Linked DNA regions of Pan troglodytes: region 2 is linked to region 1. The links are chromatin contacts, called in public HiChIP or PLAC-seq maps. All regions are on one chromosome and are shown on one strand. Each heading gives the region's core, a stretch centred on a gene start, on an enhancer-like site or on the middle of the called end of the contact. The rest is flanking DNA. Distances are from core to core; before and after follow the strand shown.

Region 1 (7,019 bases), core at 1,318-3,817:
TTCTGTGAGGAGTGGGATTGGAGGGTGAAGATACAGGGCCTGAGACCTGTCAGGAGGTTGTAGCAACAGGGCAGAAAGAGAAAGTGTGATCCAAAAGGAAGGTAGCTGTCACAGTAGAGTGTCTGTGAACCTCAGTTTTCTCCTCTGTAAAATGGGAGGGTCTTGAGGATTATATACAGCAATGCATATATATGATGTATATGTATGTTTGTGTATGGATTGATGCATATAAAGTGCTGCCACATAGTAAACACACAATGATTGTCAACTGTTACTAATGTGGCCAGCTTAGTAAATTGTGCAGCTAGTATTTGGCTCCAGGTCTACCTCGTTAACCATGGTGAAATAATGAGATTAGATTGCTCAGGAGTCTCCTCCTCTTTCCATCCTCCTGGCCTCCTCTCTCCTCAATAGAGCCCCTGGGGTAGTGGGGAGACGGGAAGGGTCAGTTGCTGGAGTCCTGACATGATTTTTCCTTCTCCCCAGATCACTGAGACCCAGAGGCTGGGCCTGGCTATGGCCCTAGAACCTAACACCACCTTCCTGAGGAAGTCCCTGAAGGCCGCCTTGAAACATTTGGGCCCCTGACCATCCACCAAGGGACCACCCTCTTGGTGCTCCATCACCAGCTTCCTGAAGGGCATTTCTTTCTTCACCACCTTGTCTTGAGCCCTAGCCTGAGGATAAAGGCTGAGCCTGGCCATCCCAGATTGCAACTGCCTCCCTGTTACAGGCTGCATAGGGCATATTGGCTTCCCAGCCAGCAGGGAGGCTCCTGGGCTAAGGGAGCTCAGCTATATTTTCTTTTTCATTTCTTTTGTTTTTGAGAGAAGGTATTGCTCTGTCATCCAGGCTGGAGTGCAGTGGTGTGATTGATCATGGCTCACTGTAACCTCTGCCTCCCAGGCTCGATCCTCCCATGTCAGCCTCCCAAGTAGCTGGGACTACATGCACATGACACTATGCCCAGCTAATTTTTTATTTTGTAGATAATATGCTGGTCAGGGCTGGTCTTGAACTCCTGAGCTCAAGTGATCTTCCTGCCTTGGCACCCAAAGTGTTGAGATTTACAGGTGTGAGTCACCACACCAGGCCAGAGCTATATTTCCAAAGGCTGCTGGCCCCAGGCACACTCCTCATCAATTCTCAGGCTGCAGGGACAAACTTTCCGATAGGGCTCAGTAGGATCAAGCCGACCCAGAGTGGACATGGGATGCTCCAGGAGGTCTGGGGTACCAGTGGGCTCAGATGAAGCTCCTGTGCTCATGTATATTATGACCTTCTGTGTTTTTGTTTCTGACTTGAATAATTTATCAATGGTGTTGAATAAAAGCATGTTCAATAATGTCTTTTTCTTTTTGAGTCGGAGTCTCGCACTGTCGCCCAGGCTGGAATGCAATGGCATGATCTCGGCTCACTGCAACCTCTGCCTCCCCAGTTCAAGCGATTCTCCTGCCTCAGCCTCTTGAGTAGCTGGGATTACAGGCGCATGCCATCATGACCCACTCATTTTTGTATTTTTAGTAGAGACGAGGCTGGTCTCAAACTCCTGACCTCAGGTGATCCGCCTGCCTCCCAAAGTGCTGGGATTACAGGCGTGAGCCACCACGCCTGGCCAATGTCTTATTAGAAGCAGTACCTTCCTTCCCATGAATTCTGGGTATTGAGCCCATCCGCACCCCCTCCACCTCCCTGCTCAATGACAAGGAACATCTTTTTCCTGGTGAGGGGAAGGGTGTAGGGTATCTTATTCACCCTCTGAGGGCCAAATAATGTGTAATACCACCCACCCCATCCTATAGGAGCTGCCCCCACCAGGCAGGGGGGTAGGTGAGAATGGGCATCTTAAAGGTGGGAGTGACTCAGTCTGGAGTTCGGGAAGGGTTTTGGGCAGATGAATCCGAGGAGAGATCTGAAGGGCTCTGGGGGTTACTGTGGCTAAGAGGATGAGACCCATTGGACAGAGGAAAGAGCAGAGAAGACACCTTATGGGTGTGCAGTGCTGTGTGCCTGTTTTACATCCTTGTATTCCTGTAGCACCTGGCTAGACGCCTTATTCATAGCAGTCACACTTAAAACGTAGATGTTATCAAATTAACTATCAAGTGAAAGTTCACTTAAGGACTTTCCCAGCTCTACCCCTCTGCAGGCGTTGAAAGGACAGGAACAGAACTTTTCCGGACACTTCCCTTACCACGAGTCCACGTTAGAGCAAGGTGCTGAGGGAGGGAGGTCGGGCCAGGCTTCCTTTTGAGAACATAAGCTGGTGCGGAGGGCGCGAGGGGAGAGGGGTTTGAGGGACAAGCGTGCCGGAATCCACGTTGTCAGTGAACATCACTGGGCTGTACCAGTACGTGTGACTACCGAAGCTCGAGCCCCGAACCCAGCCGCTTCCCTAGGGGTCCAGCAGCAGCGGGCGCGAATCGGCACATTACCGGGGGACCGCGGGGCGCTCAGGACTGCGACAACTCTGTGGGTTACCGCGCCGGCCTAGCGGCCCAGCGACGCCCCCCAGCGGCCAGAGAAGGCCGCGCTTCTCGGGGTTGGCCCACCCAACCGCTCTGCGGGTAGGACAGAGGAGCAAAGCATTATCGCGAGATCAGGGCCACTATTTGAGCGCATGCGCAAGACATGCTAGTCTCTTTTCCGGTTAGCGCGGCGTGAGAAGCCATGAGGTGAGTTGGTCCTGAAAGCCCTATCCGCGTTCATCCGCGCCTTCAGGTGCCCCGCCGAGGGTTCGGATCCTGTAGGCCGCGCTGCGGACCCTTGCGCCACCTTCGCCGCGGACCCTTGCGCCACCTTCGCCGCGGGGCATTTCTCAAGGCGGGTAGGCCTGCGGGTCGCCCTTTCTACCAGGTCCGATCACTGAGAGCCTCCCTCTTCCACCGGGGCTTGGGTCTGGGTCTGAGCTCCCGTCGCTCCACTTGGTGTCCGGAATCTACGGGGGAGTCCGCCGTGGGCCGCCCGCCCGTCTCGAAGCCTAGAGCCTCGGAGGCTTCCAGGCAGTCCGAGCGTGTGGACTCCGCGGCCCTGAGCGCCCTGTCGCTTCTCTCCCGCAGCAGCAAAGTCTCTCGCGACACCCTGTACGAGGCGGTGCGGGAAGTCCTGCACGGGAACCAGCGCAAGCGCCGCAAGTGAGTGCCGACCCTGGGGCACGGCGCGGGTGGCGAGGGCCGGCGGGTGCTTAACCCCCCTCCTCTCTCGAAGGTTCCTGGAGACGGTGGAGTTGCAGATCAGCTTGAAGAACTATGACCCCCAGAAGGACAAGCGCTTCTCGGGCACCGTCAGGTTGGCACCGTTCTGATCCCACCCAGCCCTCAGTGCCCCCGTGCTTGCCCCTCCTCTGCAGGCTCCCGCTGAGCCGGAGGCGGGCACGTCGGTACTGATGTGCTAGGGTAGTTCAGACCCCCTGCTCCGGGCAGGCGCGGCTGGACGGACCCCCACCCTGGGTCTTAAAACATGAGGGGAGGCGTGGGTAGGCCTCGGCCGAGCCCGCCGGCCAGCCTGAGAAGCCAGGCTGGCTGCTGGTGAATGTGAACGCTCCGGGTAAGGCTCGGTGGCTGCTGCGGTCCCAGACCCTTCACCGGCCCTTGGGACCCAGGGCTAGGCGTAACCTGTTGGTGCTGTCCCCCAAAACGCAGGCTTAAGTCCACTCCCCGCCCTAAGTTCTCTGTGTGTGTCCTGGGGGACCAGCAGCACTGTGACGAGGCTAAGGCCGTGGATATCCCCCACATGGACATCGAGGCGCTGAAAAAACTCAACAAGAATAAAAAACTGGTCAAGAAGCTGGGTGAGTCCGGCCGCTGTGGTTTTGCATGTGAGATGTGTGGTGGGGGCGGTAGAAAGGCTTTTCTGCCATTTTCGATTTTTAAATGATGAGGGGCCTAGAATAGCAAAGGATCGGCGGTGGTTGCCTAGCTTGCCTGAGTGCTGTTTTAGCTTTGGGGTGGTTTGATGTTTGTATTGCTATGAGGATTCCAGTTGATGAGGGAGGCCAGGCATTGTAAGTTGACCAGCCAGGTGCTGGTGAACTATGATTTGGAAATCTTTACGCTGCGTTGTTTAGGCAGTGGCATTAGACTGCTTTTACAGGTAGGAAGCAGACATTCCCAGTTGTCACGTGTCCAGGGTCCACAGCTAAGAAATAGGCAGAATTCGAGCCCAGGCAGTCTTGACCAGAGCATCCGTTGTACAGCGGTTATGCCATGGATCATGGGTCAGCCTGGTTTTCTCAGAGCATGTTTTGGGACCAGTGAAGGTCCAGAGGACTTTCTGGAAACCGTTTGGGCTAGGGAAAAGACTGAGGCAGGGTAGAGAGGGTGCTGCTTGGAGGTCACTTACATGATTGATTCAAGCGTTTCTGGCCTGCCACATTTGAGGTGTGCCTTGGTGACCAGGTCCTAAGCAATGCCAATGGCTTCCTCTCTCTATCAGCCAAGAAGTATGATGCGTTTTTGGCCTCAGAGTCTTTGATCAAGCAGATTCCACGAATCCTCGGCCCAGGTTTAAATAAGGCAGGAAAGTTCCCTTCCCTGCTCACACACAACGAAAACATGGTGGCCAAAGTGGATGAGGTGAAGTCCACAATCAAGTTCCAAATGAAGAAGGTGAGTGGGTCTGGCGGGTTGCTATGGGTGAAGGTGTTGGCAGGATCTAAATCTTATCCAAGTCTCTAAATATGCCAGTAAGAGCACCCACCAGGATTGAAACTTTTGGAGTAACCCTGGTCTTGGCCCGGGTCCAAGTACCTGCTCACCAGGCCACTGGGGGAGGAAGGACAGGCCATCTGCTATTCGTCCACCAACCTGACTTGATCCTCTCTTCCCTCCTCCCAGGTGTTATGTCTGGCTGTAGCTGTTGGTCACGTGAAGATGACAGACGATGAGCTTGTGTATAACATTCACCTGGCTGTCAACTTCTTGGTGTCATTGCTCAAGAAAAACTGGCAGAATGTCCGGGCCTTATATATCAAGAGCACCATGGGCAAGCCCCAGCGCCTATATTAAGGCACATTTGAATAAATTCTATTACCAGTTCCCTCTGTCTGCCTGTGATTGAGGGTGGGGGGTGGTTTGTCAGCTGACAAGTGAGGGCCTTGGTACTGCTGATGGCTAGTTGTGTAGTTTGTCACTTTGATGATGGATAGTTGGGTACTATAGGGAAGAGGATGTTTTTCTGCCATCAAAATTAGGCAGTCTTGCATATGTGATAGGGTTCCTAACGGCATTGAAGCTTTTTGACAGGATTGGTCCATGTAAATTTAAAATAAGGATTTTAGTCAGCATTTCTGTGTTAAGAAGACCAAATGTGGAGTATCCTATGCTTTGGGTTAGTAGTGAGTAAATGTTAAGGAAAACAAGGCACAGCAAACCAGTACAAAAGTATAATTAATGTACCTTGTTTTTTTTTTTAAATGGAGTTTGTAGCCCAGGCTGGAGCGCAATGGTGCGATCTCAATCTGTGGGTCCCAGTTCAAGCAATTCTGCCTCGGCCTCTCAAAGTGCTGGGATTACAGGTGTGAGTCACCGTCCCCAGCCAGATCCTGTTAATTTTTCTAGGGGAACCAACAGTATTCCAGGTCCTTGCCCCAGGCAGGCTAAGCCCCCTCCTTTTCTGAGGCATTTCCCTGTTGGCAGTTCTTGCCTCTAGCACCCAGTACTGCTTTAACCTTTGACTAAAATGAGCTTAGTTTGACTTTGGTAAATAGGGGACCCAGTTCATCCCTGCTTTTTTTTTTTTTTTTTTTTTTTAAATTGAGACAACAGTCTCGCTTTGTGGCCCAGGCTGGAGTGCAGCGGCGCCATCTCAGCTCACTGCAAGCTCTGCTTCACGGGTTCACGTCATTCTCTTGCCTCCCAAGTAGCTGGGACTACAGGCGCCCGCCACCACACCTGACTAATTTTTTGTATTTTTTTTAGTAGAGATGGGGTTTCACTGTTAGGGTGGTCTCGACCTCCTGACCTCGTGATCTGCCCACCTGGGCCTCCCAAAGTGTTGGGATTACAGGCATGAGCTGCCGTGCCCAGCCTCATCCCCGTTTCTTAATAGAAAAGGGTTATTTTATATTTTTGTTTCCCTCTTATCGCCCAGGCTAGAGTGCAGTGGAGTGATCGCTGCTCACTGCAACCTCTGCCTCCTGGATTCTCCTGCCTCATCCTCCCAAGTAGCTGGATTACAAGCACATGCCACCATGGCCAACTAATTTTTTTTTTGTATTTTTAGTAGAGATGGTTTCACCATGTTGGCCAGGCTGGTCTTGAACTCCTGACCTCAAGTGATCCACACATCAGCCTCCCAAAGTGCTGGGAGTACAGGCATGAGCCACCATGACTGTCCAAAAAGAGTTATTTTATTTTATTTTTTTTTTGAGTCTTCGCTCCATTCCCCAGGCTGGAGTATAAGTGGCGTGATCTGGGCTCACTGCAAGCTCCGCCTCCTGGGTTCATGCCATTCTGCCTCAGCCTCCCGAGTAGCTGGGACTACAAGCGCCCGCCACTATGCCCGGCTAGTTTTTTAGTTTTTTTGTGTTTTTAGTAGAGACAGGGTTTCACCGTGTTAGCCAGGAGGGTCTCCATCTCCTGACCTTGTGATCCGCCCGTCTGGGCCTCCCAAAGTTCTGGGATTACAGGCGTGAGCCACCACGCCCGGCTGAGAACGGTTATTTTAAAGCATAAAAGCAGTGCTTAACAATGCTGTATTTTGGCTGGGTGTGGTGGCTCACGCCTGTGATCCCAGCTACTTGGGAGGCCGAGGCAGAACTGTTTGAACCTGGTAGGCGGAGGTTGCAGTGAGCTGAGATCGCACCACTGCACTCTAGCCTGGGCAACAGCAAGAGTCCATCGGTGGTGTGTGTGGGAGTGGGGGGGCGGGGGAGATGCTGCATTTCTCAAAACAAGCTTTCCCTGTCCCTGAACTGAAGAACACAGGGTTTTCACTCTGAGCAGCTTTTGCTTTTTTAGCTTTTAAGTTAACAGCACTTTCTTGCTAAGAAAGGTATAAAACCTAATGAGGATGAGCAG
Region 2 (7,019 bases), core at 2,427-4,926, 270 kb after region 1:
CCCACGCCCCACATGTTGTCCAGGTGAAACCTGCGGAGATAATTAGGATTATAGTAAACATTTGTTGAGCTCTGTGTGCTGGGCACTGTTCCAAGTGCTTTACTTAATCCTCACAAACAATCCCATGAAGTAAGTCTTATTGTTTCTATTTTACAGGTGGGGAAAATGAGGCACAAGGAGATCACAAAGCTAAGTCCGTGACTAAACTGGTTTGTTTTGAGATGGAGTCTTGCTCTGTCGCCAGGCTGGAGTGCAGTGGTGCCATCTCGGTTCACTGCAACCTCCGCCTCCCGGGTTCAAGCAATTCTGCCTCAGCCTCCTGAGTAGCTGGGATTACAGATGCACACCACCACGTCCAGCTAATTTTTGTATTTTTTAGTAGAGACGGGGTTTCCCCATGTTGGCCAGGCTGGCCACTCTGACCTTGTGATCTGCCCATCTGGGCCTCCCAAAGTACTGGGTTTACAGGCGTGAGCCACCGCGCCCAGCCCTGAACTGGTTTTGAACCCTGCCTAGAACCCATACTTACTTACTAAACTCAAATGTACTTAACACGATGAGAACATCGGCCTTGAAGGTAAAAATGCTGGCATAGATGGCAAAGAGGTGTGTGCTTGGGCAGCTCATGTCCTTTTCCTGGGTAAGGCAGGTAGTAACTCACAGCTGGCTGTGTGTATTTTGGCTCTCAGACTTCTTTTTAACCAGTGGTTCCAGATTTCTGGATTTGACAGAAAAACAAAGCCAGAAAACAAGTGAAAGCCAGGTTCCCATAAAGAGTTGCAGCTTTAAATTTACGCTCCCTAAGGGCATGGAGAACATACCTACGATCTATTATCACCATCATTAAAGAAAATACTTCTGTTTCTTTGAGACAGGGTCTGGCTCTGTCACCCAGGCTGGAGTGCAGTGGCATGATCTCGGCTCACTGCAACCTCTGCCTCCCAGGTTCAGGCAATCCTACCGCCTCAGCCTCCAGAATAGCTGGGACTACAGGCACGCACCACCATGCTGAGCTAATTTTTGTATTTTTTATTGGGGGTTGGGGGGGTTTGCTTCAGCCCAGGCCAGGCTCGAACTCCTGGGCTCAAGCAATCCACTTGCCTCAGCCTCCCAAAGTGCTGAGACTGCAAGTGTGAGCTACCACGCCTGACCTAAGAAAATACATTTTAATTCTCAAAATAGGAGTGACATCATCTGAATCTGTTAGTTCCAGCCAGGCGCGGTGGCTCGTGCCTATAATTCCAGCCCTTTGGGAGGCCGAGGCAGGCGGATCATGAGCTCAGGTGTTCGAGACCAGACTGGGCAACATGGCAAAACCCTGTCTCTACCAAAAATACAAAAAATTAGCCTGGTGTGGTGGCGCATGCCTGTAGTCCCAGCTACTTGGGAGGCTGAGGCGAGAGGATTGCTTGAGTCTGGGAGGCAGAGATTGCGGTGAGCCAACATCGCACCACTGCGCTCCAACCTGGGTGACAGAGTGAGAACCTGTCTCAAAAAAAAGAAAAAAAAAAGAAAGAAAACAATTATTCCCAAGAAAAGATGGTCAATGGACTTTATGCCAACACATAGACATTCCTTTGTCTTTAATTTTTTTGTTGTACTGTGGACTAGTAAAAATGTCACTCTAGGAATGACTCTGCCTCTAATCTCTCTGAATCATTTGAAGGCAGAACCAGAAGAAATGGGCCTTAGGTGTGGCAGGAGGGAGTTAGGTTGCAGCCAAGAAAGAACATTTTTTGGAGGTCTTTAAAGAACAGGTGAGCCTTACCTGTGCTTAGGAAGTGAGGGTTGCAGAAGCAGCTCCGTGGGATGGAGGGGCCAGTAACTCTGGGTTCCACCCTGGAGAAGGGCAGAGCAAGGACCTTGTCTTGAGGGATTTATTCTCAGATCCACCAAAGTAGCCTGGGAACCTAAATGACAGTTCCCATCAGGCAGCCGTTTTCTGCTCGGAGTTCAGCGGAGATGCGATGGGGTTGCATGGTAGTGGGGAGGCTTCCATGGGCTACTCACCCCTCACCACAGGGAGTTCATGTAGTCACCCACCGTGGGGCTAAATAGAGTGCCAGGAATGATGACCCTTGAGGAGGGCTGAGGACAGGAATAGAATGGCCACCCAGGAGTGTTGCTTGTTCCCTGCCTGCTGCCTAGGGTGTACTGGGCCAAGGCTCTGAGTGGGCAGGCCTGGCTGGCCGCAGCATCATTGGAGATGCTGTTTCCCTACCTCCTTCCATCCTGGGTGCAGCCCAGGACCCAGAGCCTTCTGTCCCAGTTCTCCCAAAAAGGGATCAGGGCCAGGTAGGTGAACACCTGTTCTGGTGCAGCATGCTCAGCACTGGCTGTGGGCGTGGCCCTAGTTTGGAGCTGGCCACTTGCCTGTTCTGCAACAGAGTGGGGACAGAAGCTGTGGGGAGACCCTGGTGGGGAAGAGGGAAGGGTCTGGTCTCACCTGCCCCATCCTAGTGGTTGGGATCAAGACCTCCACAGGTGGGCTCACATCCTCTGGGGTGGTGGCATCTTCTGACTCCAGAGCCTCATATCCCTGGGGAGGCTGAGAGGTGATACTTCCAAATTTAGCTGAAAGGCACAGACTTACCCACATTTTAATCCTGGAGTTTTAGAATGGTAAATCCGAATCCCTTTAGGTTACAAATGCAGAAACAGACTAAGGCAAAGGCGATCCCTTTCTCCTCCAAGGTCACTCTGGTTAGAAGGGTCTGGAGCCCCAGTTACTACATGCTGTCATTGTTCTGCCGCCAAGTCCTTAAAGAATGGCAGAACATGACTTAAACCACCTGCTAAGTACAAGATTCTATGCTGGAGATGCAAAGGTAGCTGTCCTCAAGAGCTTTTTGTCAAACAGGTAAACTTCAGGGCAACATGCAGATGCTGGAAAAGGGTGGATTTGCCTCAAGAGTCTGTGCATGCTTTCTAAGATACTCCCCTCCTTTTCATCCTCTGATGCGGGGAGGGAACCCTACCTGAAGAAACACCCCAAGGCCCAGGGGTAGATCTAGGGTGGAGAGATCACAGATGGGAGGGCCCGGAAAGAAAAGCAACAGGGTTGTCAATGGGCATACCCCAAACACCTCTCCCAGAAATGCCCTAAGGTCCCAGCCCGGAAATGGACCTCTGCTGCCCTCTAATGGTGGAAAGGCAGCCTCTGGAGCTACCTGCTGGGGTCCCCCCTTAAAGAAGAGGGGATGTGAAGGACACTTCTGCCCTCTCCCCATTTATTCCCCTTCTGTCTTATGCTTCATCTCCTGTGGTCTCTAAAGCAGAACCTTCTCTTTTTTTTTTTGAAATGGAGTCTTGCTCTGTCGCTTAGGTTGGAGTACAGTGGCGTGTCAGCTCACTGCAACCTCAACCTCCCAGGCTCAAGCGATTCTCCTGCCTCAGTCCCCTGAGTAGCTGGGATTACATGTGTGCGCCACAATGCCTGGCTAATTTTTTTGTATTTTTAGTAGAGACAAGGTTTCACCATATTGGCCAGGCTGGTCTCGAACTCCTGACCTCAAGTGATCTGCCTGCCTTGGCCTCCCAAAGTGCTGGGATTACAAGTGTGGGCCATGGTGCCTGGCCCCATCTGTTCTCAAGCACTCCTGGCTGCCCCATTTCCTGACCACTGCCCTCCATCCCATTATCTCCCCAGTTTCCTTTGTTGCCTAGGTTCCAATTCTGGTACCCTGGTTCCTGACCCTGCCAGAGTTCTGGTTCCGGAAGGCCCCCCACAGGTGCCTTGGGCCTAGCTCTCACCTGGGCCCAGGGCAACACTGAAGACATGGGCAAGAGCATCCCCCAATACCTGGGGCAACTGGACATCCGCAAAAGTGTAGTCAGCCTGGCCACAGGTGCCGGGGCGATCTACCTGCTCTACAAGGCCATCAAGGCCGGCATAAAATGCAAACCACCCCTCTGTAGCAACTCACCCATCTGCATTGCCCGTGAGTGTCCGGGCCCTGGGAGAGGGCTCTGCCCCAGGAGGCACCTCCTCCCGAGGCCTCTGCTGTGGGAGGGCCCAAAGGTGATGCCTCCAAGTTCCTCTTTCCTTTGTCTTTCTCTTGTCCATCTTCCTCAAGCCCACCCTGCAGCATCCTAGGCAAGGCCCTGCCAGAGATGCTAGCTCAGGGTCCCTGGATCTCACTCAAGTGGATCCTCAGACTCATCTGGCAGGTCTCCAAATACTACATTTCCTCTGGCTCCCAGGATTCCACTTCTTGGAAACTTGGTGTCGGCAGCTCCCCCCATCCCTTTTCTGCCCCAGGAACGTGAGGCTTTAAGGAAAGGGAAAATTGGAGGACTTACTATATGCCCAGAGCTTCCACTAGTCCACATGTTCTTTTGTGCAGAGTAGGAAAATGAGCCCCTTCTGCAAGACTCTTTATTGCCATCTGCTGGAATATCATTGCCACATACTGGTTATGATGAAATACTACTTGTTACCGCCATATGCCAGACAGTTGTTAGAGTAAATGGACAAATCTATGATGGTATGTTATGGACAATACAACATTAGATAGGGTGCCCTTGTGCAGTAAACATTCGTTCAACTGTACATGGTGGTCCTGCATATGGTGAGAAGGCTTCTCCGAAAAGGCAAGGCAGCCTTGTCCCCAAGTCCCTGTCCCCTACTTCCCAACCCCATTCTTTCATCACTTCTGAGTCCACAGCCTGAACTGGGCTGCGGTGGCTGTCTAGGCCTGGCAGTCGAGCGAGAGCGGCACGGGCGGGACTCAGGTGAGCTCCGGAGGCTCCTCAACTCTTTGGAGTGCAAACAGGATGAGTACGCCAAGAGCATGATCCTGCACAGTATCACTCGCTGTGTGTACTTGCTGGAGGCTGAGGTGAGGGAAGGGAAGCAGGAGGTCCCCCCTAGCCGGCCTGGCCCCTGGGGGTTACGGCCGATCCCTGCCCCTGGAATGGCCAGACTATATCCTGGGACCTCTCTCTGGCTGATAGCGGGAGGGGTGTGCGGAGGGATCTTGGTGACATGGGGGGCAGTGGGCCCAGAACACCCGCTTCTCCTGCCTCTTCCATCTCTCCCCAATACTCCAGGCCTCTGCTTGTACTACGGATGACATCGTGTTGCTGGGCTACATGCTGGATGACAAGGACAACAGTGTCAAAACCCAAGCTCTGAATACACTTAAAGCTTTCTCTGGCATCAGAAAATTCAGGCTCAAAATCCAGGTGAGCCCAGGGATGCGTGGTGGGGCATGCAGGATGTCTATAGTCCTTAAGTCCTTTAATTACCATAGGATAAATGGTCATGTTCCAGAAGTTTGTTTGGGTGTGAATTTGTGACCCAGAAATAAGTGGGAAAACGGTGGTCAGATTCCCAGCAGGGTCATGAAGGCCTTTGAATTTCAGGATGAAACTCAATTGAGGCACTAGTGGTATCTCTCAACCCCAAATAGAAGGACCCCCACTACCCCACAAGCTCCCTACCACTGCCACGTTTTTTCTGACACCAATTCCCAACACTGGCTGGGTGTTCAACAATTCAATTCAGTTCAGACACTATCCATAGTTAGGGCAGACTTCACAGGTTAAGGGCTGAGTCCCCCAAGACTTCCCCCCAACTTCAGGTACCAATCATAGGTCTGACTTCTGATTGGCCCGCTATGAATTCGGGGGTTCCCACAACTCCCTTTTTAGATTTAGTAATTTGCTAGAATGGCTCCCAGAACTCAGGAAAGGACTTTACTTACTATTACTGGTTTTTTTATAAAGGACACAACTCAGGAACAGCTAAATGGAGGAGACACATAGGGCAGGGTGTCAGGGCGCGGAGCTTCCAGGCCTGTTCCTGGACCAAACTGAGGGTTGGGCTGCTATTGCTCGTGGCCCAATAACGAGATGCAGATGAACTGGGGAGGAAGAGAGTTTTTATTTCTGTAACCGGTTACAGGGAGAAGGCCTGGAAATTATCGCTGGACCAACTCAAAATTACAAAGTTTTTCAGAACTTATATACCTTCTAAGCTATATGTCTATGTGTAAATGTGCATTCATCTAAAGACGTAAGTGATTAACTTCTTTTAATTTATAACTAAGGTCTGAGTCCCGAAGACCTTCCACTGGAGCCTCAGTAAATTTACTTAATCTAAATGGGTCCAGGTGCTGGGGTGATTACCCTTATTTTGTCTCCTGCTAAATCAAGGAGTTTTGAGGAATTCCTTCAGATCCCCAATAAACTTGTTTGTGGAGACCTGTGGCGTTTCTTCAGACCCACGGTAAAACTTGTTTAATCCTAAACGGGTCCCATTAAGAATTCCTTCGTAATTTTGTCATGCTTTAAGGCCCAGGAAAGGCCTAGGCAAAACTCCTGGTGGGCTTTTGTTACATTCCAGCCTTTGTATAAGGGCACTGGCTTTTAACATTTAACTTAACCACGCAGTCAGTACTGAAACAGTTGTTATGGAGGCCTGCCACAAGCCCACTTCAGGAGTGCCCTGCTGTTCCCAGCACCTCCACACGTTCAGCAACCAGGAAGCTCTTTGAACCCCATTGGTCAGAGGTTTTTATTATGTAGTCTTGATGAATTAAATCATGTCCAGCTGCTCACCCCTCCCCAGAAGTTGGGAGCGAAGCTGAAAATCCCAACCTTCTAATCATGCTTTGGTCTTTCTGGTAACCAGAAGCTATCCAAGGGCCCTGCCTGGAGTCACTTCATTAGCATAAGCTCTGTTGTGACCAAAAAGGGTTGGTTTGCAGTAACAAAGGACACTGCTGTCACTCAGGAAATTCCAAAGGTTTCAGGAGCTCTGTTCCTGGAACTAGGGACAAAGATCAGATGTATTTTTTATACTCTATCCCCTGGGCCTGTGTTAATCAGAAGTTGGTGTCATGGCCACGGATAACTTCTCCATTACTCCATAGACAAAATGTAAAACACCACATGTCACTTCCCCCTTTCCCTGCTATCATACCCCCAAACTTACAGTATCCACACCCATCCTCCCTGCTTTCCTGCTGCTGCCATGAAAAAATGGCTTTCTCCTGGTCTGTGGCCAGTGATAG

Evidence for each region. HiChIP or PLAC-seq counts read pairs in DNA pulled down with a chosen protein or histone mark.
Region 2: an H3K4me3 HiChIP or PLAC-seq map of stem cell-derived excitatory neurons shows a contact between it and region 1, with 14 times the contacts expected there. The contact joins the promoter of ARMC12 here to the promoter of RPL10A in region 1. A contact is called at or near these places in 1 of 7 Hi-C or Micro-C datasets (stem cell-derived neural progenitor cells) and 1 of 1 datasets of contacts at active chromatin or transcription factors (stem cell-derived excitatory neurons).

What each region holds. Positions count from the first base shown.
Region 1 is chr5:41,337,842-41,344,860 of NHGRI_mPanTro3-v2.0_pri, forward strand. RPL10A (ribosomal protein L10a) reads left to right here and starts at 2,568. Exons shown (of 6, transcript XM_009451114.4): 1 at 2,568-2,675; 2 at 3,060-3,134; 3 at 3,208-3,288; 4 at 3,642-3,790; 5 at 4,435-4,607; 6 at 4,836-5,036. The coding sequence starts at 2,671. The coding sequence ends at 5,006. It overlaps FANCE (FA complementation group E), which reads left to right. Exons shown (of 9, transcript XM_016955324.4): 9 at 487-1,345.
Region 2 is chr5:41,608,089-41,615,107 of NHGRI_mPanTro3-v2.0_pri, forward strand. ARMC12 (armadillo repeat containing 12) reads left to right here and starts at 3,677. Exons shown (of 7, transcript XM_016955338.4): 1 at 3,677-3,959; 2 at 3,962-4,021; 3 at 4,696-4,841; 4 at 5,053-5,187. The coding sequence starts at 3,779. It overlaps LOC134810295 (a long non-coding RNA gene), which reads right to left and starts at 3,642. Exons shown (of 4, transcript XR_010157986.1): 1 at 3,511-3,642; 2 at 2,447-2,548; 3 at 1,769-1,839; 4 at 534-718.